Linked DNA regions of Mus musculus: region 1 is linked to region 2. The links are chromatin contacts, called in public HiChIP or PLAC-seq maps. All regions are on one chromosome and are shown on one strand. The core of a region is the stretch at or near the end of the contact, and the rest is flanking DNA. Distances in the headings are between cores, read along the strand shown. Region 1 overlaps Ubl3 (ubiquitin-like 3). Region 2 overlaps Slc7a1 (solute carrier family 7 (cationic amino acid transporter, y+ system), member 1).

Region 1 (6,013 bases), core at 2,328-4,827, 160 kb before region 2:
TACAGCTAATTTGATAAGGTGTGCCTTCCGAAAACATTGTCACTAATTATTTGTCAGTAATTTGTAATTGGCATGTCACTGTTTAAAGAAACACTGAACTGTACTCTTTCTATAATGTGCTCCCGAATCCCAGGGTTCTCTCTAATATGTTTTTTTTTTAATTCCTTGAATCCTATATATGAAATCTGGGGAATAACATTGAATTTAGAGTAGTGCCCCATAAGAGGTTAAAATAATCTGCAAATAATACTCATAATCTGTTGATAAGTAATACCCTTTGTGTGAAGGCCGTGTTGGGCAGGTGAGGCTTTTCTAACCGTATATGCTTCATGGAAGCGTCTTCACACTGACATGGTCTAAGGGACTAGCGTTGAGACCGTGGAAATGTAGAGTGCTGGTAGATCCTGAAGAGAACCTTATGTGTTTACCATGGGAACACAGCCACTGAGACTCTGGGAGGCCTGCTCTGCCATGGTAATCATGGCATTTCCCTTCCTCTAAATGGCCCCGGGTGGTTTTATTGACGCACGTTAGGGAGAATGATCAGCTGCTGCAGTACTTGGATGAGTTTTCATGAGGATATTTATTGCTTGTGCTACCACAGATACTGTGGAAAATGGTAGGGAGAAGAGTGGAAGAGAGCAAAGACCTGTAAACTGCTTGGGCATTATGATCCTGCTCTCCAGGAGTTTGCAGTGTAGTGGTGAGGGTTATGTACAGCATACTAAATTTGCACAAAGGATTTACAGGTTTAAATCTGTGCTAGACCTTGAGGGTCTGTCATAAGAGGACATAAAGGGAGAAGCCATTTTCATTGACACTAATTACTCTTTCACATACAAATCTAGATTCACAGCACGTGGACGATGTAGAGTTTACAGTAAGTTTTTATTGCTTTTTAATCTTTACAGTAGTGAGTTATGTAAAGTGTTTCCAATGCACATGGCTAGCATATAGTGTCAGTGTCGAGACTGTGACAGTACATTGCTTTGCTCAGTGGTTCTCAACCTGTGGGTTGCTAGCCCTTTTCGTGGGTTTTGCATATCAAATATTCGGCATATCAGATATTTAAATTATGGTCCATAATGGTAGCAAAATTATAGTTATGAAGGAGCAACAAAGTAATGTTATGATTGGTTACCACAATGTGAGGAACTCTAAAAGAGGATTACAGCATTTGAGAGATTGATAACCAGTCGTCTTCCATTAAAATTGTTCTTTTTCCTCTGTCTGCCCAGTGGGAAGAAGTGCACTGGGAGGCTCAGCTAACCCTGTCGTACTGACAGCAGCCAACAGAGACAATGCACTTCTTTAATGCTCAGATTCTCTGATCCCACACATGCCTTTACCTCACTGAACATCATGTCTCTCTTCAGTTGTAGAGCGTGCCTGCACAGGATTTTATTTCTTCTTCCCCTTTGACTGAAGAAATGGGAGTTTGGTGTTGAGGCAAAGCCAGGAAATAAAATATGAAGAACAGGAAAAATACATTTCAATTTTTTTCTTTACAGCTTATTTGATAGGGTGTATCTTCAGAAAATATTTTTACTAATTGTAAGGAAATTGTAATTGCTATGTCACTGTTTGAAGACACCACGACACCAAGCTGTGTTCTCTTTCTACAGTGCATCATGTTCCCTCACATAAGGGTTTTCTCTAATGTCTTTCTGTGATTTCTCTAAATCTAGAATGTGAAATCTGGAGGACACCAGTTAAATTCAGAGCAGTACCCTGTAGGAGGTTAAAAAGACGAGGCTTTATTCTGACAGGTTCCTGGCAGCTGATAATCACACCTTGTCTGTATCGGGGAAGATGTTCAGGTTCATGGCAGGTGCTGAGGAGCCCGGCTCTCTTAGGGAGGGAGTCGTCGGCGTCACAGCTGTACAACACCAGCTGGTTTTGAGCAGGCAGGAATCCATCCTTATCCTTATCCTGGATCCTGGGGACACTGTAGTAATCTAAGTATTCCATAGGAAAAGCCCTAGATTATGATGATAGGAGTATATTCTTCCCAGAAAAATGTCTTTACCCCATGGAAAGTTATCAGACACTTAACACCAGTTTTTTAAGTTGTTTTCTTTACAGGAAGTTTCCACCTTTGTTCCAAGTACAAGATGGAGTCTTGTCTGTCACTGTCACTTGCAGTTACAACACATACTCTTAAACCTATGCATATCTCCCTCCCCCATTAATTGTTTTTAGTTTTACATTTCAAGAAATCTAACCTGTCTTGTCATTTTACCCTGAATCATTAGATAAGAAATCCCAAACAAGTAAAAGTCGTCTCTGCTCTGTTACCGCAGTCGGGAGAGTGGACAGCACAGAGACTGGAGGTGCTAAGTCACCTAAAGCAGGATGGCTGTGCAGGTGTTTGCAGAGTGGCCACCCCCTGGCGTTCAGCCACACTTGAGAGTTATGATTTCCACATCTGTACCAACTCTTACTTGTGATTGTAGCCATTCTGGTGGTATCTCCCATTGATAACTAATTAAGAAAATGTCCTATAACTACAGCCTGATCTTAAAGAGACATTTTCTCAATTGAGACTCCCCCCTCTCTGACTCAAGTTTGTGTCAAGTTGATATAAAACTAGCTGGTACAACTATTGATCTTTTCAATGTTTTTTTCAGTGCTTACTAGAATTTAAGATCTGCCATGCTCATAAATTTAGTTTATTACAATGGAAAAAAATCATCAGGTAATTACCTTTCAGATCATTAAAATATCTGAAAGGTAATAGAATCTCAGTTTATAATTGTAGTTTAAAGAACAATTACAGCTGTCCTTCACTTTGTAGTGGGGAAGTTTCCGGACCCCTGTGGGACACTGGAAAAGCTAAGGAATCCTCTGAAATGGAGTGGTACCTGTGTGTAACCTAGCACCTTCTCCATGCACTGGGACCACCTGTGGATACTTAGAACAGCCAGTGCCAAGTACCCTGTTGCTTTGGGAGGAATGTCAAGGAAGATGTCTTGAGTGTTTAATACAGATGTAATTTCTTTCTGACTGTTTTGGTCTATAGTTGGTCCTGTTCATGGAGGACTGTTCATGACTAGCTAATCAACTCTATTTCTCTTGTGACCTCCCCTGGGCCAGTTCTACTGCACACCTCCATGTTGCAACATCTTTTAATTCTTCTCTTCTTTGATCTTTGTTTGAGTATCCTAAGAGCTAGGTAATAACCAATTTCCTTTGAAATAAAAATGTTAAAGCTATTCCTTTTTATAAGCAAACACCTTTCCTACTTGGTATCATTTACAAAATGTACTGATCATTTCAGTATCAGTACTGATACGTCATGCTTTCTGGAGACCTTGGAGCAGTGTGAGATAAATTATTCATGTAGAGATGAGATTTGAAGATAGCAGTGTGATCCATGTGTGTTATTGCACCCTCAGAAAGATCCTATTACTCTGAAGACAAGGCAGAAGGAGGTGGGCGGCATCCTTAGTTTGAGGCTCACTCTGACCTCAGAATGTATGCATAGTTTGTACTTCCTGGGTCAGGGTGGGGTTTGGGGACATACTTCAACTGGGCTGCTGTTTGTTCCTGCTTAGTCAGAGGGCAAACCACTGCCCCACAGTTCTCTTACAGGGAGCAGTTAAGCTTGAAGTGCTGGCCTCCATGTCTGCAACTTAAGGGGTTAGTCAGCAAGAGGTTGACACATCATCCCCCCCACCACCACACCCCCTGTGGTCTCCAATCAGAGACCCTGTTCCTTTTCACTTGGAGAGCCGTCTTCATCATTCACTTTAGCCTTCATTATAGAAAATGTGACTTTTACAGAGTCTAATGGACTCTTCCTGTGTTCTCTAGACTTCCCTTCTCGGAAACCATCTGCTGCCTCCATTCAGCTTTGCCTTAGGATGAATGTTTTTGATGCTGCTGGATTTGTCTGTAGGAAGTATAACTTATGATTCAGAGATCTTTAATTGATAGTCTGAAGCAGCCACCTCTGCTCAGTGCATCAGTGTTGGCGCTGGGGAGCATGGTTAGCTCAGAAAGCTCACATAGATACAGTTTTGTGCTGTGTTTTCCCAAAGATTGTATTTAACATTACATAGTGACATTGATGCGTCCATTACTCAATTGTTTCTGTCCTTGTTTGTGTCCTTATGAGCCCTCCTGCTGAATAATTTGTTATACCAACCCTGAGTATATTTGGATTTTAAATTTTAATTAATGACAATAAATAAAATGCCATTGTATTAAATTCAGAGTTCATGAGTGTTCCAGAGACATTAATTGATAAATGAGAACCTCAATATTAAGAGCCCATGAGATCATAGCTATCTGGGCACCACTAAGTGACAGTATCACTAGTCACAGGTTGATGCAAATTGTCTGTGCAAGCTGAATAGGCCTGCAGAGTGCAGGCAGCATGGAACAATCGCTTTCTTCATAGCCAGACAGAACCACTTCTTCATAAACAGAAGTGCTTGCTAGCACTCTGGAGTAATGAGTTGACAGACATATTGTAAAGAATGATTTTTAAACCTTCTTAACTTCTCAGAGCAACTGTCTTCTATTATTATCACTATGGTCTGTGTCAGAGTGTGTGGAATAGTGAGTTTGTTATTACTTATTTATGCTTAACAGTAAAAGCAGTAGAAACATGGTTTCTTGACAGACAACTTTCTAGTTACACATGTCACTGAACTATTGCAGAAATCCTGGCTATAATCTGGCACACCCTGCTCTATTATTGATTTGTCCTTCCAGTCAGAAGCTGTGGTAGTGCACGCCTTTAATTCAGGCGCTCAGGAGGTAGAGGCAGGTGGGTCTCTTGAGTTCCAAGACAGCCAGAGCTACACAGAGAAACCCTGTCTCAAAAAACAAAAACAAAAACGCCTTTTTTTTTTTATTAGGCAGTGACTGTATGGATTATTTTCAAATGTATAGCTTCCCCTGTTTTTGATCTAATATAATAGTCATGAAATAATATAGTCAAAGGCACCTCATCTCTGAAATCAGTGGTATATGTGATAATTGTATTTGGTGCTACCAGAAATACATTTTTAAGACTGATTTTTTTCAAAACTGATGTGCTAAAAGCTAAACGTATCTTTTTCTAGACAGTATCCCTTTTCTGGTCCTCATTTCTGTGCAATTCTCCTGGCTTCCTCTTACATCTCAGCACCAAAGCTTAGAGCCGTCACTTAGCCTGCCCTATTTTCTCCTCTCTGGTTACCTGTTCTCTCTCAGATTCTGTCCACTGTTGGTCTATCAGCCCAGTCTATTCTATATATTACCACAGGTTTAAAAATTCTCCAGTGTGAATTTGTTTGAAAATTGCCTTAGTCGGGGTTACTGCTGCTGTGATAAAGTACCATGACAAAAACAAATTGAAGAGAAAGGGTTTATTTGGCATATGCTTCCATATCAGGGCAGGAACCTGGAGGCTAGAGCTGATGCAGAAGCCATGGATAGGTGTGTGTGGCTTATTGGCTTGCTCCTCCTGGCTTCCTCAGCCCGTTTTCTTATGGAACCAGAACCACCTGCCCAGGGTGGCCTCACCCATAATGGGCTGGGTCCTCCCCTGTGAATTACTAATGAATGAAATGCCTTGCAGGTCTGGAGAGATAGTTTAGCAGTTAAGAGTTAAGACTGTTCTTCCAGAGGTCCTGAGTTCAACACCCTCATGGTGGCTCACAACCATCTGTAATGGGATCTGATGCCCTCTCCTGGTGTGAGCGAAGACAAGAGCACTCACATACATAAAATAAGTAAATATTGGAAGAAAGAAAGAAAGAAAACGTCTTGCCTACAGCCTGATCTTTAGAGATATTTTCTCGATTAAAGCTCCCTCCTCTCCAATGACTAGCTTCTATCATGTTGACATAAAACTAACCAACATACAATCTTAAAAACTAATTTCTGGGCACCAAGTGTAATGATCACATATAATTTTGTGTGACTACAGAAAGATTTGGAGATGAGGTGCCTCTTTATGTTGTTTCTTGACTAAATCTAGCTATGAGATGACCCCTCATGAATCATCAGTTGATTGGAA
Region 2 (6,871 bases), core at 2,068-4,567:
GGTAGGCGGTCTATGTAGTGGGGCCAGTCTGGTCTACATATTGAGTCTAGCCTGGTTTACATATTGAGCCTAGCCTGGTCTATATAACAAGTTCCAGGACAGCCTGGGCTACATAGATCCTGCCTTTAAAAATTTATAAAATAAATACATTAGTTAATAAAATAAAATATAAATACTTGTGGGAAAGTCACTGCTCTAGCTATTGTCTATGAAGTTAAAAAGGGTCACTGGCTGTGGAGAGTTCATTGTTATGGTGTGTTATCATCAGAAATCGCTGAAGGGTAAAGCTCTCAGTATGGCTAGCGAGCAGGTGCACGGGTTGGTGGGTGAGGAGGTGTGTATGCGTGTGTGTGTGTGTGTGTGTGTGTGTGTGTGTGTGTGTGTGTGCAGTGACCCGCACACATTCTTACAGTCGTTTATGGCTGTTCACAGCCTTGGTTCTGTCTTTGCTGTGTTAAGAAAGCCCACATGATCGGGTTCAGGAGACCACACGCGTCCTTAATCAGAAGGCCACTCGTGGGAGCCACAGCCTGGGGCCTATGTCACATGTGAGCGACTGTGCAAGCGGCCTTTCAGCAAGGATTAGGAGGGAAGGAGGAAGGGGCCAGGGAGGGCAGCTCTGCAGGGAGGATCAGGCTACACTTAGTACCTGTTGATGAAGTCCCTGCTGTGGCCTCCGTGATGTCAGGGAACAGGGATGGCGGTGCAGAATGGCCAGGTGTACCTTCCCGAAGCCTAGCGTGATTAAACGAGGAGATGGGGAGGGTGTTCTGCCTGGGTCTGAGCCAGGGCAACCCTGGTCTCAGTGCTTACGTAATCAAACGAGAAGCAGCTCCTTCGGGAGATTATCTGCTGGCCCCAGTCACACGTGTCTCTGCTTCCCTAATGGCCCAGTGGCCAGCAGCCTCCTCATTACCCAACAGGGGGGCGTTGACAGCCAGAGGAGCCCTGGACTTGGGAAATGTTGTGCCAAAGTATAGGGCAGTCATCATTTGGTCCTCAGCCCCATGTCCTGAGCAACGCCTCTACTCAGAATTCACAACCAAAACCAACAGGCCAGCTCGCCACCATCCTTTCTTGGAATAAGAGAGACAGGCCAGGCAATAGTGTCTGTGGCACATCGCCAGGAGACCTTCCTGTCTTGGCCAGCCATGTTTATGCCTCTTACTTCGTCATATCCAGCACGGGGGGGTCTTCATGGAGTCTGATTGTTATAAAGTATAGCGCAGTGGTGGCAGAGGGGTGTGTGTGTGTGTGTGCGCGTGTGTGCGTGTGTGCGCGTGCCTGGTGGGCCTGTGCCAAGGAGTCCCCTGGAGAAACCGCGCATGCTATGCAACAGACCTAATATAAAGGAGGTTTGTTTGGGGAAAAGGGAGGGAGTGAGGGTCTGGAAGAGGGGTATAGAGGCAGATAGAGCCATGCCATGAGGGCAGAGAAGGAGGGACAGAAAAGGGGGGGGGGCACGAACAAACACAAGAACTGGGGTGATGCCACTCCTGGTGGAGGCAGGTCATGGTGGCAGGTGATGACGTACGGCTGTTGCCGGGTCCCTAGGAGGAGCCTAGCAGAATGGCCTGTAAGCTAACATTGCCTCTTCTCCATCCACAGGGCAGGGTTTGTAGTATACAGCAGGCACTCAATAAGTACTTGTTGTGCAGGTGGTTGGATCTGAGCAGTTACTTGCTTTCTTCTTGCCATGGAGATAGAAGCACTGCGTGGCCAGGGCAGTGAGCGGCTCATCTTTTGTGGGATCTGAAATCCTACCATGACGATGGCCCATCATGGAGACCTTTTTTTTTTTTTTTTTTTTTTGGAGACAGGGCCTTATTATATAGTCCCGGATGGCCTGCAGCTCCATCCATATGTAGAGCGGGCTGGCCCCAGACTCAAAGGGATCAACTCAACTCTGCCTCTCAAGTGTTGGGATTAAAGTTTCGTGCCTCAATACTTGGCCAGAGACATATTTTTTGGTGTTACTATAGGTAGCGTTTTGTTTTGCTTTTTAAATTTCAGTTTTTATTTATTTATTTATTGCTAGTATCATATGTGTGTGTGTGTGTGTGTGTGTGTGTGTGTGTGTGTATAATGTATTGTGATCCATTTCCTTGAGGTGTAGGACTGGCGATCTGAGGCTTGTTGTCAAGGGGCCTGTCCCAGTATGGCAGCTTGCTCCGATGAACCAGTATGGAGGGGCTACAAACAAGATACAGCCCTGTATGGCTGACCTCCCTGCCGGAGTGACACCCAGCCCATCACTTTGCATATTCTCTGGGTTCCAAGGATGCTTCAAGCCATCCAAGTGGGTGTGGTGGACAACCTCTGGCTGTGTCAGGGTCTCTGGGCCCTGTGTGTGTGGTGGCTGGAGTACACAGCCTTACGGGGAGCATGGCGGCTTCGGCTACTCTTCGGAGTTTGGCTGTATAGAAGAATGTGTTCTAGACTCTTGAAGGACTTCTTCTTTGCTGTAGCAAGCAAGGCGACCTTGAAATAGGTTGTCAGGTGACAGGGGTGGGGGAGAGGGACTATGGTGGATCTTGCTTAAGACATAAGTTGAAATGTCTGCATTCAGCTTTTAGGCATTCTTTAAAAGGCTAGACGTGTAGCTCAGCAGTGGGCGTGTGTTGAGCTCATTCCATCCATCTCCAGGAACACACACACACACACACACACACACACACAGCCTTAAAAATAGTAGACAGGACCTATGGCCTTCTTCTCAGATGTACAACAGACTGTCAGGAAGAAGGAAGCAGATTCAGCTATTTGGGTCTAAAGCATTTGAGGCAGTGGGTCAAGTTCAGATCCTGGGGTGATGTGACCTTATCACATTAGAATAATTAAAGCAAGCAGTCGACACAGCCACTAACCTACATAACTAGAATTCACTGCTTGTGGCCACAGTGCTCTCCCACGGGGCAGTTAGCCTCATTCCTTTAGAATTACTCCAGCGTTCTGGGTGCCTTTCCTTCCCTCCACCTGTCCTGTGGGCTGCTTGGATCTTTGATCGTGCAGATAAACATTCCGGTCTCCAAAGACTTTTCTGTAACTGGACATTTTCTTTCTGTTCCTGCCTCCCAAGGTGTCCACCCATTTATATGCATGTTACACAGGAGGAAACCTTGTGGCAGGGACAAATATGACTACTCGTTTTAAAGATGAGGGCCTGAATGAGTATCTCAGATTATTAACACTTTCCTTCTGGAGCGAGCCTCTGAGATTCTGGCCGCCAGTGAACTGTGACTTGGAATAGACCAGGAAGACTGACCACAAAATGTGGCATTTCCTGTATAGGGATTACTTGTGCATGACCTCGTCTGCCTAGATAATACCCATGGCAACCAGGGGCGTGGGTTCTGTGTGCCTGAGGGCTCTTTGAAAAGTCAGAGCCAGAACTGTGTCACGTTCTGACATTTGTTTAAGCAAAGCTACCTTCGCCAATCAGATTAAAACACTGTACAAGAAGGTGCCAAAACCGGAGCCTATATACGCCCAGCCATGGAAGTCACCCTTGGCCAGCCTAGACCCCTTGAGATGTAGTTCCCCCCAGCCCTCCAGCTTCTCCTTGGCCTCTAACCAGCAGCGTGGTTTCAATTGTCCGTTGCCGCGTGTGCCAGCAGCAGCTGCAGGTGTGTGCTATTTCTACCCAGTACCTGCTGGAAAGTAAACTTCACCATGCCCCTTATAGTATACGTATGCAAAAATGTGTGATTGGAAATGCCCTACCTCTCACCCCACCCCCAATGCTCTCCACCTCTCTAAATTATTCCTTTTCCCCACATCTAATCTTTAGAGTTCATGTTGGCTCTTCCAGCATGAGTTAGAATGAAGCCCCAGAGAAAAATACCTGAAATCCCACCTGGTCTATTTTTTTTAAGCTGTTGGCTATATTTTTATAAAACCAATAAAAATGGTTCAATATTAATAATTCCACATTGTTCAACTTGATTCTATAGGAAAAGACTATTTCACCCAGTCCATTGTCACAGTGGCTGATAACATTTGAAGTTGTGCAGGTCCTGGGCGTGCCCCGGGGCCTGGTGTAGGGTGCACAAACATTTCCGGGTCAGTTGTAGGTGAATTTGTTTCTTTTCGCCTTTAATTTTGGAAATTTCCAGACAGACCCTCACGGAGACAGCGGAAAACATAACAAATCCCACGGACCTAATTACCACCATTTCCTATGTAGACACGAGGTGGGCCGACCTTGCAGGGAGCCTCTTATCTTCTTTATGCCCCTGTGCTGTTTGTTGGTTTCATTAGAGAGATTTTTCTCCCTCTAATTCAAAGGCATTGTGTGCTCAATATAGGTGGGAAGACAGTAAAAGTTCAGGAAATAAAAGAGCCCTATAGTCCTCTAAGAGAGGCCATGGTCTCAGTCACCCTGCCCTGAAAATTTTTCTTTCTTTCTTTCTTCCTTTCTTTCTTTCTTCCTTTCTTTCTTTCTTTCTTTCTTTCTTTCTTTCTTTCTTTCTTTCCTTCTTTCTTTCGGTTTTTCAAGACAGGGTTTCCCTGTGTATCCCTGGCTGTCCTGGAACTCACTCTGTAGACCAGGCTGGCTTCGAACTCAGAAACCCACCTGCCTCTGCCTCCCAAGTGCTGGGACTAAAGGCGTGGGCCACCACTCCCTGGCTGAAAATTCTTTATATACTGTTTTTGATACTTTTGCAGATATATAATATTTCCATCATCATGTTTAATCTCTCGGCCACGTCTAGAGTTCCCTCTACATATGTTTTCCAAGCCTGCTGTCTGTATGACCTCTAAAACCTTCCTACCACAGCCCTGGGTGGTTCAAGCAACTGAAATGACCCACTTTTACCTCCACCCTCTGGTTTCCTATAGTTCAAAGCCAGCAGCAGGGGGTGAGTAGTGAGTGTGTATATATGTGTGTGTGTGTGTTACTTTGAATCACTCCCTTTGTGTTAGGAGTGACCAGTTAAGTTGTCATTAAATGCGAGTCAGTCATCGTGTACTTGTGGATGTTGGGTGGAATGACAAAGTGAGTTGTCAGGCGACAGGAGGCATGTTTGGACAATGTGTCCTGCGAGCCAGGAATGAGAAAAGCTGCACAGGATTACCCTGGCTGCTTGGCTGGGATTCTTAAGCTGGCGGAGGGCGAGACCCAGGTCAGTTAGGGTCCGGCCTGACTCTGTTACAGGGCAGTTAGGTGGCTGGGGGTATGACTATCATGCTTGAGGCTGTGGATTTGACCCTCAGCACACACACACAAAAACAAACAAACGATAATACCAAAACAAACAAACAAAACTCCAACCCGAAATTGAGTCATTTTAGCCCAGTTGGCAGAGAGCACCGCTTTTGATACTAGCTGACCTGAGTTCAGATCCTGTCCTTGCTTCTTTTGAGTTATGTGAGTTGAGCCATCCACCATCAAACTCCACCCCTCTCTCCTTGTAAGAGCTCAGAAAGTTGCAACTTTCCTGACTTCGGGGATGATTAAAGAGACAAGGCTGTGCCGGCCTGGCCTGGCTCTGATATCTGCCTCATCTTTTGCCTAACGGGCCCAGCTCATCGGTTGGTTTTATCCCCACACCCCGGTTCCCTTGTCTGCCCCTCGTTTTCCATAGCTTCTTTCCTTTGTCTACTTTCGAATCATTGGAGTTCGTAGGAACTACGTGTGTCGGTCACCAAGTGGAGGGCTGAGACATTGCTGGAGGTCTGGAAGGTAAGGTGTGGTCCCTGGCTCAGGTGGATGTTGGTGACCAGCCCAGGTTCGTTAAAGGTTCTGTTGACTGGACAAATGAATGAGCTGGGGATGTGTTAGCTGATTAGTTAACCGGAAGTGAAATTAGCTTTTGCACGGAAACCTCTGCCTTATCCTTGGTCGAAGAAGATGTTTCTAGAAGGAGCCAAAGAAGTCAGCATTCCATCTCAGGGGAACATGAGTAAAGCCTATTTTATGGACACCCTGGTTCCTTGGGCCAGACCCCAGTTAGCCCTGCTCCACTGGGGACTGTCCCCGGGAAGCTTGGGAGCTCCTGTAGCCACTTGTACATGCCTTTGAAAGGTATCTGGGGTGTCCCTGAGAGGAGTCATTGTCCTGGTTGGTCCCTTTCCACCCGGGGTGGGTGCTCTATGGTTTGGGTAAGGAGCTTTGAAAGAGCGTGTGTATGGTAAAGCAGACAGAATCAGTGGTGTCTATGGCAAAGCAGGTTCAAAACCCAGTATGAACTTGGTGGCTTGCTTTGTAATTAAGATTTAAAAGGAAAAGAAGGGGGGGAGGCAGAGGAGAAGGACTAGTAAGTTGGCTTCTCATCCTGTCTCCCAGTGCTCTATCCCACGGGGGCCTCACAAGACCTGCACTAGTAAGACTAGTTTCTGTGTGTGTGTGTGTGTGTGTGTGTGTGTGCACGCGTGTGCATGCCATGTGTGTGCCAGTGCCTGTCCAGCCAGAAGAGGGCATTGGATCTTCATGGGCAGGCTTGGTATCCCATGAGTCCACCACAGCCGGCATTCACTCTCAAGCTTATTTGTTTGAGCCTCTGCGAGGTATATATAGGTATGTATAGGGTATGTATAGGGTATGTAGACCCTGCTCAATCATGTTGGAGCCTTGAGTAACCCGCGGTCCTTAGCTGCTTCCCATGTGGTTGAGGGCTAAGGCTCTTTGTTGGTGCCTTTTCCCCTCCACTTCCCACCTTTGGATTATAGCTTGTGGGTATGAAGTGTCTTCAAAGGTCCAAGTGTTGAAGGTTTATCCCTAGCTGGTAGGTTTTAACATTAATCACAAAACCTCTACTTATTCAATGGATCCATCCACTAATGTATCATAATTCAGTGGCTTGCAGTACTTGGGGGAGACATGAGACTAGGGGACATGTTCTTGGCTGTATCTTTGCCTAGGCCCTGT

The links. HiChIP or PLAC-seq counts read pairs in DNA pulled down with a chosen protein or histone mark.
Region 1: an HNF4G HiChIP or PLAC-seq map of pancreatic cancer cells shows a contact between it and region 2. The contact joins two enhancer-like sites. A contact is called at or near these places in 1 of 484 Hi-C or Micro-C datasets (the G1E-ER4 cell line), 3 of 115 datasets of contacts at active chromatin or transcription factors (the SCID.adh cell line, embryonic stem cells and pancreatic cancer cells) and 2 of 9 other capture datasets (adipose tissue and liver).

What each region holds. Positions count from the first base shown.
Region 1 is chr5:148,521,280-148,527,292 of GRCm38.p6, reverse strand. The region is part of intron 1 of Ubl3 (ubiquitin-like 3); the gene reads left to right. Among named protein-coding and RNA genes, the nearest start is that of Ubl3, 29 kb to the left of the region's middle. Within about 2 kb of position 3,577, at least 34 of the 459 cell types and tissues checked have an H3K27ac peak or open chromatin away from gene starts, as enhancers often do. A contact at or near this core is called in the G1E-ER4 cell line and pancreatic cancer cells, where this site is marked.
Region 2 is chr5:148,357,892-148,364,762 of GRCm38.p6, reverse strand. The region is part of intron 2 of Slc7a1 (solute carrier family 7 (cationic amino acid transporter, y+ system), member 1); the gene reads left to right. Among named protein-coding and RNA genes, the nearest start is that of Slc7a1, 39 kb to the left of the region's middle. Within about 2 kb of position 3,317, at least 108 of the 459 cell types and tissues checked have an H3K27ac peak or open chromatin away from gene starts, as enhancers often do. A contact at or near this core is called in the G1E-ER4 cell line and pancreatic cancer cells, where this site is marked.